Linked DNA regions of Mus musculus: region 2 is linked to region 1. Evidence: chromatin contacts called from public HiChIP or PLAC-seq data. All regions are on one chromosome and are shown on one strand. The core of a region is the stretch at or near the end of the contact, and the rest is flanking DNA. Distances in the headings are between cores, read along the strand shown.

Evidence for each region. HiChIP or PLAC-seq counts read pairs in DNA pulled down with a chosen protein or histone mark.
Region 2: an H3K27ac HiChIP or PLAC-seq map of embryonic stem cells shows a contact between it and region 1, with 8 read pairs. The contact joins the promoter of Zfyve1 here to the enhancer-like site in region 1. A contact is called at or near these places in 13 of 39 promoter capture datasets (the 3T3-L1 cell line, 3T3-L1-derived adipocytes, the HPC-7 cell line and 6 more), 1 of 15 datasets of contacts at CTCF or cohesin (the NIH/3T3 cell line), 6 of 484 Hi-C or Micro-C datasets (common lymphoid progenitors, cranial neural crest, embryonic stem cells and 3 more), 7 of 115 datasets of contacts at active chromatin or transcription factors (the SCID.adh cell line, double positive thymocytes, embryonic stem cells and 1 more) and 3 of 9 other capture datasets (adipose tissue, liver and pancreatic islet).

What each region holds. Positions count from the first base shown.
Region 1 is chr12:83,545,517-83,550,576 of GRCm38.p6, reverse strand. Zfyve1 (zinc finger, FYVE domain containing 1) reads left to right here. Exons shown (of 12, transcript NM_183154.4): 12 at 2,462-4,021. The coding sequence ends at 2,694. Among named protein-coding and RNA genes, the nearest start is that of Gm51952, 14 kb to the left of the region's middle. Within about 2 kb of position 1,251, at least 11 of the 459 cell types and tissues checked have an H3K27ac peak or open chromatin away from gene starts, as enhancers often do. A contact at or near this core is called in embryonic stem cells, epiblast stem cells, stem cell-derived epiblast-like cells and 1 more, where this site is marked.
Region 2 is chr12:83,594,815-83,599,711 of GRCm38.p6, reverse strand. It overlaps Zfyve1 (zinc finger, FYVE domain containing 1), which reads left to right and starts at 2,490. Exons shown (of 12, transcript NM_183154.4): 1 at 2,490-2,715; 2 at 4,390-4,897. The coding sequence starts at 4,832.

The DNA of each region.
Region 1 (5,060 bases), core at 2-2,501:
ACAGTGTGCGTGTAGCGATCAGAAAGTCTGCTTATTCCCCTGTTGTCATTGCCTGCAGTTCCTGTCTTGAGTATTGCAGGGTAGCATTTGAACAGATTTGGAAGGTCCCTTCGGAGGACGGTTAAAGCTATGCTCAGTGGAGCATCCCTCTGCCTCTCTGGGTCTCTCCACTTGGTGTCTCTGGTAGTAGATGAACCACAAGGGTAGTTGAGGGTTTCAAGAGCTGATACTTTGTGGCTAGACAATGGCCTAGTGGTTAAGAGCACGTCCTGCTCTCTCTCACAGAGGACATTAAGTTCGCGTCCAAGCATTCATGTTGGGTAGCTCACAACCACCCATAACTCCAACTCCAGGGGATCTTCTACTCTCTTGGGGCTTCCACATGCGTGTGTACATGTGTAGATGCATGTATGCGTGCACACTGAGTGTGCACACACTCACAAATACATAAATAAATCTTAATTTAAAAAAAGCTAATTTATGGAACCAGGTGGCATATGCTTTTAATTCCAGCAGGTTGGTCTCTGACTTTGAGGCCAGTCTGGTCTACATAGTAAGTTTTAGGCCAGCTAGGGACACATGTCTCAGAGGGACAGACAGACCCTGGGACCCTGTTGCAGAGAGAAGGGGGGGGAGGAGAGGGGAAGGGGGAGGCGGGGAGGGGTGGTGGTGGCAGCTACTGCTTTAGTGTTTGGAGAGAGGAAGTGTGCTGTATGCTTCTGTAGTTTGTTGCTGTTACAGAGCCTGCTTAGGTTCAAGGAAGGGGAGCTGGAGTCTCAGAGGAGAGTGTGCCAGAGAACTTGTTACATTAGTTTAGTCATGAATTTTGTTTGAGTGCTTGTGTCATGGCCTGCTTGTGAAGGCCAAAAGGCAACTTCTAGGGTCAGTTATCCCCTTTTAGGTCATTAGGCTTGGAGGGGCAGGTGTCTCTATCTGTACCTGCTGACGCCTCTCATTGGCCAGGCCATTGCTAATTCAGCGTTTATGATCCTTCTCTGCATCAGTTATGAGGGGTGCTTACAGCCAGAGTAGGAAGAAAGAGAGGGGAAGCAAGTAGTGGCTGGAGGACTTGGCAGGACAGACAGGCGGACCTGGGATGTACTTGGGTATAGGGTAAGGGAGAGATCAGAGTGGCTAGAGAGAAAAATGGGTAGGCTACAAAACAAATTGTGAGGTTCTGACTCATTGGTGTTAGAATAGGTGGATTTGCCTGGTTTCAAGCTCAGATTACATCCACCCTGAGCTACCTGGGAGGGGCCGGGGCTGCCCCTGCTGGGAGCGGTTTGTTCATGGAGTGTTCCTTTGCTGAGCCTCCATCAGGTTGGATTTGGCCTGGTCTTTCCTCCTCCTCCTCCTCCTTTTTTTTTTTAAAAACAAAAACAAACAAACAAAAAAACCCAACCTGGTTTCTCTGTAGCTCTGTCTATCCTGAAACTCATTCTGTAGACTGGCCTTGAACTCAGGCCTGCCTCAGCCTTTGCTTCCCGAGTGCTGAGATTGAAGGCATGCTCCACCACTGCCCAGCTTACTGCAAGTGTTCTTAACCACTGAGCCAACTCTATGTCCCGGGCATATTATTTCTCGTTGTTGCTGGCAGCTTTCGAAGGGGTTGTTAATGATGAATCGGCCTGAGAGAGGTTAAGCTTGCTCAGTCCCACAGTCACCATGCTCAGTGGTGCTGGGATCCGACTGAGCGTCTGGCTGTGGAGTCTAGACTTGTTTGTGGCTCCTTCGACTGCAGTGAGTACAGTCACTGTAGTGTCTGTCACTCAGTGTGGTGGATAGAGGAACATCAGTACCTCAGCCACAGGTCCTGTGGTCAGGATAGAAGAAGCCTGGCACCTTTTTTGTCTTTTTAGTAATTTATCTATTGTGTTTGTGTGTGAGGGGCACTCACTTGCATGCATGTGCCATGGAACACACATGAAAGTCAGAGGACAACTTGTCGGAGTTGGCTTCCTCCTGCCACCATGTCCTGTAGAATGAACTCAGGCTTGGTGGTAAAATTGCCAAGCAGTTACAGACACCTGCTGGGCAAGCCTGGCACCCTGAGTTCTGTCCCTGGAACTCATGTAATAGAGGAGACTCGACAGAGTTACCTCTGACTTCCACTGGCACACTATAGCAGGGGTGCTGTGTGGCTCGTTTGGTAGAGTGTTTGGGTAGCGTTCCTGAGCCCTGGGTCTAATCACTGCATAAACTGGATGCAGTAGCGTACACTTCTAACCCAGGACTGGGGAAGTGAAGGCAAGAGGATCAGAAGAACAGGGCTATCCTCAGCAGCCATGAGGCTGAGGCTACCCTGGGCTATATGTCTCATAAAATACATAAATAAAGATAAACAGAAGAACACAGCACAGTAATGGTTCTGTGTGCGGTTGGGATGGCATAAGCCAGAAAGTGTCAGAGGGACGTGGGGCAAGGTTCTGGTGTCCTGACTGTTGTTCCTTCCCTGATGTAGGCCTGGTAAAAGATGCCGCCAGGCCGGCCTACTGGGTGCCTGACCATGAGATCCTGCACTGCCACAACTGCCGCAAGGAGTTCAGCGTCAAGCTCTCCAAACACCACTGCCGAGCTTGCGGACAGGGCTTCTGCGATGAGTGCTCCCATGACTGCAGGGCTGTCCCCTCTCGTGGCTGGGACCATCCAGTCCGAGTCTGCTTCAACTGCAATAAAAAGCCCGGTGACCTTTAACCCCAGTTCCCTCTCCGACTGCTTCACAATTCCTTAGGTTCTCAGGGTTAGAAACAGAAGTCTCACTGAGGTAGGCCCTCCTCCTGGTCACCTGGTGTGGTGTGTGGTGTGTGTACCCCCTCTCACGTCCCTCAGTGGAGGTGAGCCTGGCGGTAGATCCGAAGGCATGAACCACGTCAGGGCAGGGCATGGAGCAGCTCTCAGTAAAGCAGAATGGACCAGAGTCCATTGCATTTATTTCAGTTAAAAATAATAAATCTCTCTATATATATATATCTCCATTTATCCATCTAGAGGGGATTTGGAGTGATCAAGACTGCTTCTGCTTTGAAGACTTACCCTGGTGTGTCCCCAGCACAGGGATAAGGTGGCACTGGGAGTCAGTCTTGCTCCTGAAGCGAGCCAGGTTTTGCTGCTTCACCCAGAGCTTGGCAGTGTCCTTTTCTGTCCCTCTTCCCTCCTGCACCCCTGCTGCCTGGATGGCTGTCTAGGTTTGAACCTCTTGCTTGAAGCAGTCATGGTTCCGACCTGTACTGGGCAGAGGTCTGGCTTCGTGTGTAAGCTACTGGCGTATGTAAGGGTCAGAGGGTAGAGTCTTGAGACATAAAAAGTCAAGATGCAGGTACTTGTGGCCCCTGCAGATGGGGAGTCCAGAAGGAATTGGTCTCCCCTGTAGGCCGTGACGTTTCTGTCTCCTCTAGGCTTTCTTAGAAGCCATACCCTGCTCCTCCCCTCTGCCCCTGGACTCCAGGCTGCCCCTTCTTAGGATTTTTATTGCTCACAGTGTCTTATTCTTTGTTCCCATACATACAACCCCTCTACTTGGGGGGGTGGGGGGGCGACCACAAGAAACCTTCCAGGGAAACAGCACAGAATGGACTGTTAGTTATGTTTTTTAAATAAATAAATATATATATATATATAAAATAAATATTTCAACAGATCATGAGGAAAAAAATCTCTTTGGTTCTTACAAGAGAAACGAAGTGAACAAATATTTCTCAAATAAATAAATAAATAAATAATTTTAAAAAGCTTGGCCATCGTATGGATCATGACTGGAAAGACTGCTGTGCTGAACTCCTGGGAGGGAGTTCATCTTCAGTGGCCAAAAAAAAGAAGAATCAAAGCAACATTGTTACAGATTGAACTGATGGGTGGGTGGAGCCTCAGGGAAGGATATGGGTAGTCATTCCTGGGGCGGGTCTCCAGCGATGTTAGCCCTGGAATGGACTGGTCCTTCTTAGCTCTGCCCTTTCTGCCTCCGGAGGCCCTATTCTAGAACTGTATCATCCATTCACCACTATAAAGGAATCTTCCTGCTGAACACAGCTGTGTTGGCTCGTTTTTGCACTTACATCTCCTTTCCAGTTGATAGAACATAGCTGGTGCCTAGCAGAGCAGAAGTCAGAGGGGTAATATTTTACACATAGTAGTACATCAGCTTATTATTCCAAAGAGCTTTTTTTTTTTTAATTTAAATATAGGTCCATAAGCCCATTTGCAGTTACAGACCCACACTTAAGATGGAAAGTCAGTTTGTATGTCCTAACATACAAGTATGGTCTTAAGTATGGTCTTGAACTCAAGGGCTTAGGTCATCCTTTTGCCTCACCTTCCTAAGTAGCTGGGACTTTAAAAGTGTGTCCTACTAAGCTTGGGGTGTGTTTTAACCAACCTCCTAACAGTTGGCATCCCTCCCCCCTCGCTCCCTGTGTCCTGGCTTCATGTATTCCACACCCAAACTTGAACCTCTTATCCTTGCCTCCACCTTCCAAATGCTCAGGTCACGGGTGTGCACCACCATGCCTGATTTACATGGTGCCAGGGATCAATCCCAGGCCTTCAGACACAAGGGTGCTACGTCCCTCATTACTTTCCAGTCCAGGTAAGTATCTAGCATGCCCCAGATTAGTTGGCCAAGTGGGACCAGAACTTTGTGATTGCTGTGTGTAGTCTTTGTGTAGAGAATGTGAATGGTGGTCTTGGAATTCCTACTAGTAATCAGTAAGTTCTCAGTCTACCATGATCCTTCCTCAAACCCTCCTCAAAACAGAGGAGTGGGGCATCGAGAGCTCGGTCAGGTGGAAGTGGCTGGCCTGAAGAGTTGTAGCCTCGGGGCAGCTGTTGAATCTGGATCTCCCTCTGCCATCATGTGGAGGTGTGGTTGGACATTCTTCCTGACCTGCAGCTTTGGTGTATCAAACATGCCATCTGTGGAGGCAACAAAAACCTCTCTGTGGTTCTGGGCCTCGGTGGGGCCTTGTTTGTCCTAGGTGTGTGGTTACTGTAGGTGCATCTCCAAGCCTCCGCTTCCTGCCTTGCCACCCGTGTCATGTCCAGTTCTCTATGGCTATTGACACTTT
Region 2 (4,897 bases), core at 1,241-3,740, 48 kb before region 1:
TCCTGCTGTCTCCTGCTGTGTCCCTGCTTGCCTTCCTCTGCTTGCCTTCCTCTGCTTGCCTTCCTCGTGCTGGCAACTTCATCATTGGGGGTTTGCTCTCTTTCCACTGCTGCTGCCATTCTTTGCCGAAAGATTTTAGTTTCTTTAGGTCTTCCAATACTCACTGAAGACCAATGGCTTTTCCAGAAATCCCCCAGGCCTTCAATGCCAGATTAGGACTACTGAGGTATCTGGCCTCATGAATTGAACAAGCTCCTGGCCTCTCAGCCTCTCCAGTATAAAAGCAGCCACTGTTGTATTATATTATATTGTGCAAGTCAGTTGTACTGGTAAGTTTAATGTCATCTTGTCACATATTGAAGTCATCAGAGCTTCACTTGAGAAAATGCCTGTATAAGATCTGGCAATAAGGCATTTTTCTTAGTGATTGATGGGGAGGGCCCAACCCATTGTGGGTTGTGCCACCCCTGGGCTGGTGGTCCTGGGTTCTATAAGAAAGTAGACTGAGGATGTCACAGGAGAGCAAGCCAGTAAGCAGCACCCCTCCATGGCATCTGAATTTTCCAAGTTCCTACCCTTTTGAGTTCTTGTTCTGGCTTCTTTTAGTGACAGACTACAGTGTAGAAGTGTAAGCCCTTTCCTGCCAAACTTGCTTTTTGATCATGGTCTTTCATCACAGCAGTAACCCTAAGACACCAATCTAATAACTCTCCATTTTAATAAGTATGTATTCTATTGGTTCTATTCTTTCATATTCCAGGCATGGTAACTTACTTTTATAACTCCAGTGCTGGGTAACAGAAACAGGATCTTTGGGGCTCACTGGCCAGACAGTCTAGCCATCTCGGTAACATCTAGGCTAAGTGAGATCTCAAACAAATAAACAAACACCCCAAACCAACCAGCCAACCAGCCAACCAACCAACCAAAACTAACAAGACAAGGTGGATGGCTCTTAAGGAATAATGCCTAAGATTGACCTCTGGCCTAAACACACCCTTGACTCATGTGCATATGTACCAGCACCCATATGCACACACACAAAATAAAACTTAAAATGCTAAATGTTTGTTCCTATCAAACCCCCATTTTTTATGGTGCTGGGGCTCAAACCCAGGGCCTTGTGTATGCCAGACAGCCAATCTCTTTTGAGGGACACACATAGACCAATATATTTACTTTATAAGCAAGGTTATGAAATAATCTGGCAAAGCTACACACAGCCACAGAGGCAGTCTTAGGGATAAAACCTTTGTCATGCCAACCAACCTCAGGCTTATTTAAAACTTGTTAGCTTAACTTTTATAAAATCCCTTCTTCTCCATACACCATCTTATTTCTGGTAAACACTTTTTAATGTGATTGTAGATGGCTTAGTTCTTATTATCCTGGTTGGTGATGTGGTACAGGTAAAAAAATAAAAAGTTCATCCAGGTTTGCCGCTGTTGGCTCTGTGTCATGAAGAGTTAATTTTCAGCAATATAATCCGTATACATAGCTCATTCACTATTTTGTAGATTTGGCTTAACTATTGATCTAATTATGTCCTGAGATCTATGAGTGTCCTCTTGAATCAGAAGATGAGGTCTTATCCAGTGTTGTCAATAATTTGCTGTGTACCTTGGCAAGTAACCTAACCTTAGTTTTCTCTCTCAGGTTAACCATTATCAAGATAAAAATCATATGTTAAGATTGGCAGAGCCATCAGAAATTACACAGCAAAATTCCTTTATTTTATGGAAGGACTGAGTGATTTACCCTACCAACCTATGTAGTTAGTTTTCCTAGGCATTACAGACCAGTATCTTTTCCATGCATTGTATTTTCTCTCAATATTGTCTCAAGAAATAAATGAGAAAAAAGTGAAAGTACTAAACAAATATAAAGCTATTATTAAAAAAATCAGACAATAGTATTACAGACACTGTTATCTTAAATTTTATTGGAGTGTGTACTGTAACTATTCTGCACAATATAAAAATTAGAAGTTATGATGTCTATGTATGGAAAAAGGCAGAAAAGGAATAAGGCTGGAACAAAATTAACAGTTGATTAACTTTGAAGGGAAAACAAAACAGCCTCAAGCATAGTAATATCCTCTCAATGTTTACTGGTATTTTTCCACTTTGAGCATTTCTGAAGGAAAGATGTACAATAATAATGTGCCGTGCCATTTCCTGGTTATATAGAACATCATATCTTTTGTTTAATTTACAATACTCCTTCCCGGGCCACTGCCCTAAACTAGTCGCTGCAACCTGCAAAAACCTCAGCCCCGGCCGAGACTCTAAGTCCCGAAATGCTTTCAGGCTTGTCTGTCCCGCCTATTCGCAACGACGATGCTTCCATCGGGAATTGTAGTCATGTGGAGCTTGTATTTCAGGGCTGTAGGGCAGAACGACAATCCCCCCAAAACTACAACTCCCAAAAGGCCGCAAGCGCCCTTCCCGCTCCCCGTCGTCGCGCTCCGCCCCTGGCCGCTCCTCCCTAGCTGGGCTGCGCTGTTCATGCCTTCCTGTTGGTCTGAGCTGGGAGAAGTTCACTCTGATCAGCTGATTCCAACTGACAACAAGAGAGGAGGAAGCCTGGGAGGCAGCAGAGGAGGAGGGGGCGGAGATGGAGCTGAGGATGGATCCGCCGGGGCCCTAGAGCAGCCCGGGTCCTGTCGGCAATCCGCGTCCCCCACACCGCCTTGCCTTGGCCGAACTGCTCCGGGTGGGCTCTGTGGGCCGCGGCGGAGAGGGCGGGGGCGCCTTGGCCCAGCCCCGGGCGAGTGCTGGTCCCGGGGCTCCCTCCAGTCGCTCCTAGGAGGAAGGGGGGACGGGTGCGGCTCGAGTGGGGGTGGGGTGGCATAAACAATGGATTCGGCTCCGGGATGTGCGGGTTTGTGTGAAATTTGGGGGGCCTTCTTTGTTCTTCGTCTCCGCTGCCACCCCTTGGGTTGTGGTGGTGGTGTCCGGGAGCAAGGTGGGTGAGGGACCCTGGATTGGAGAGAGGCGTCGAGGTTTGGGGGGGGGGGGTTTGCTCCGAGTGGCATATTGTTTGCTTGGCCTGGTGGTGGTGAGGGTCAGCTGTTCTTTTGAAGGTTGGTTTTCTGTTTTTCTTAGTAGTGACAAGTTTTGATTTTTGTTTCCCTTTTGGGAGCTGACTGGACACGTCTGAGGTTAAGGTGAAAATAAGGTCCCCTGGTTACTCCCTTGCCTTGTTTATCTGAAGATCAGATGGATAGATTGGCTACTGAAAGGGAGGAGTGAATATCTGAAAGGAGGACTTTACACTTGGTTGTGCTCTTGGAATAGGAGGCAAAGGTAGGGAGAATTAGGAGTGTAGTTACGTTAGTGACCCAAAACCCCCTTTCCTGTCTTCCCAAGTTTTTGACTTGGTTTGTTTTGTTTTAAGTGTTTGAGTGACAAGAGAAAATGAGTTGTTTTGACTCACTGTAGGGCCTGGCTCTACTGTGCGCCTAAGTGCTGGAATTCTGCCTCCTGTTGCTGCCGGTTCTCTTCCTCTGTAGAGAGGAGGCACAGGAGGAAGCTCAGTAGTTGTCTTACTGTTTTTGAAAATGAAGTTGGGACTATTGTTGTCAATTTTAGAGTCCTTACTAGACCTTTGCTCGACTAGAGCTGAGAGAGTCCATTTTATAAGGATAATTGGGTTTGTAGAGGTCTTTGAGGGTGGTGTGAATTTATTGTTACAATATTTTTCTTAGCTTTTTACAGACCTCCTTTTCCATTTCTCATATATAAGGAGCAGGTGCAGAGGGCTTAGCCTCCTAAAAGCTGTCTGTTTAGTGATTTTGAATCAGAGCTTAATGAAATGAGAAGAGCATTTTACCAACAAACCAGCAAAATCTTTAAGAAGCTCTGGGTCTAGAAGTGTTTTGTTGTTACACATATTTGAGACAGGGCTTCTCTGTGTAGCCCTGGCTGGCCTGGAACTCACAGAGATCCACCTGCCTCTGCCTCCCTTGTGCAGGAGCCTCTAGGCTGGTTTTTGTAGTTAGTTTAGTAGCCAGGCTTCAGCCTTTTTTTTTTTTTTTTTTTTTCTTTCTTTTTTCTTTTTTTGGTTTTTCGAGACAGGGTTTCTCTGTGTAGTCCTGGTTGTCCTGGAACTCACTCTGTAGACCAGGCTGGCAGGCTTCAGCCTTTTGAGTGCTAGGATTTACCACCATACCCAGCATGGCAGTTGATTTCAGAAGGGAGATCCTTAGCCATGATTTTGAGATGACATTTCTAGTCCTAGAAGAAGCCACTGTAAGTTTTATAAGCAAGAATGAGGGTTCTCTCTGGGTTTGGCCTAGCAATTAGGTGCTCCTTTTTGTTTGCTCAGTTTAAGGTACACTTCTGGTTTTTTTCCCCAGATGAGTAAAATCTTCTTTTTCTGCTCTAGGTAGCCCTTGAAACATTGGCTTGAGGTCCAAGTAAATCGAACAGCTCCTCACCACCTTCTGTCATCACTCTGACTTTGTAGCTGAGACCCAAACCAATGAGCTGACCTTTGTGAACCCAGCAGACCCCTCAGCGTGTGGCAGAGACTCTGTCAAGTTCACTTCCACCACATATTTCTTTGCACTTTGCAGAGGATGAGACCATCAAATTCAGTGGACACTGCTGCTGCTGCTGATACAAGAGACTGGGAGGCAGAGAATTAAAAATCTGAACATTTGTGAGCGTGTGAAAATCCTAAGCCAGTCAGGTTTTCTTTTTTAAAGGGCTCAGAACCCTGTGAAGTGCTAGCCACCTTCAGCCTCAAAGCATTTGTCTTCCTTCATTCCTGGGAAAGTACAGTAGTGACTGTTGCAGGGTGGGTGGTTTCCAAACGAGTCTAAGTTATGAGTGCCCAGACTTCCCTAGCAGAGAAGGGCCTAAATCCGGGGCTCATGTGCCAGGAGAGTTAT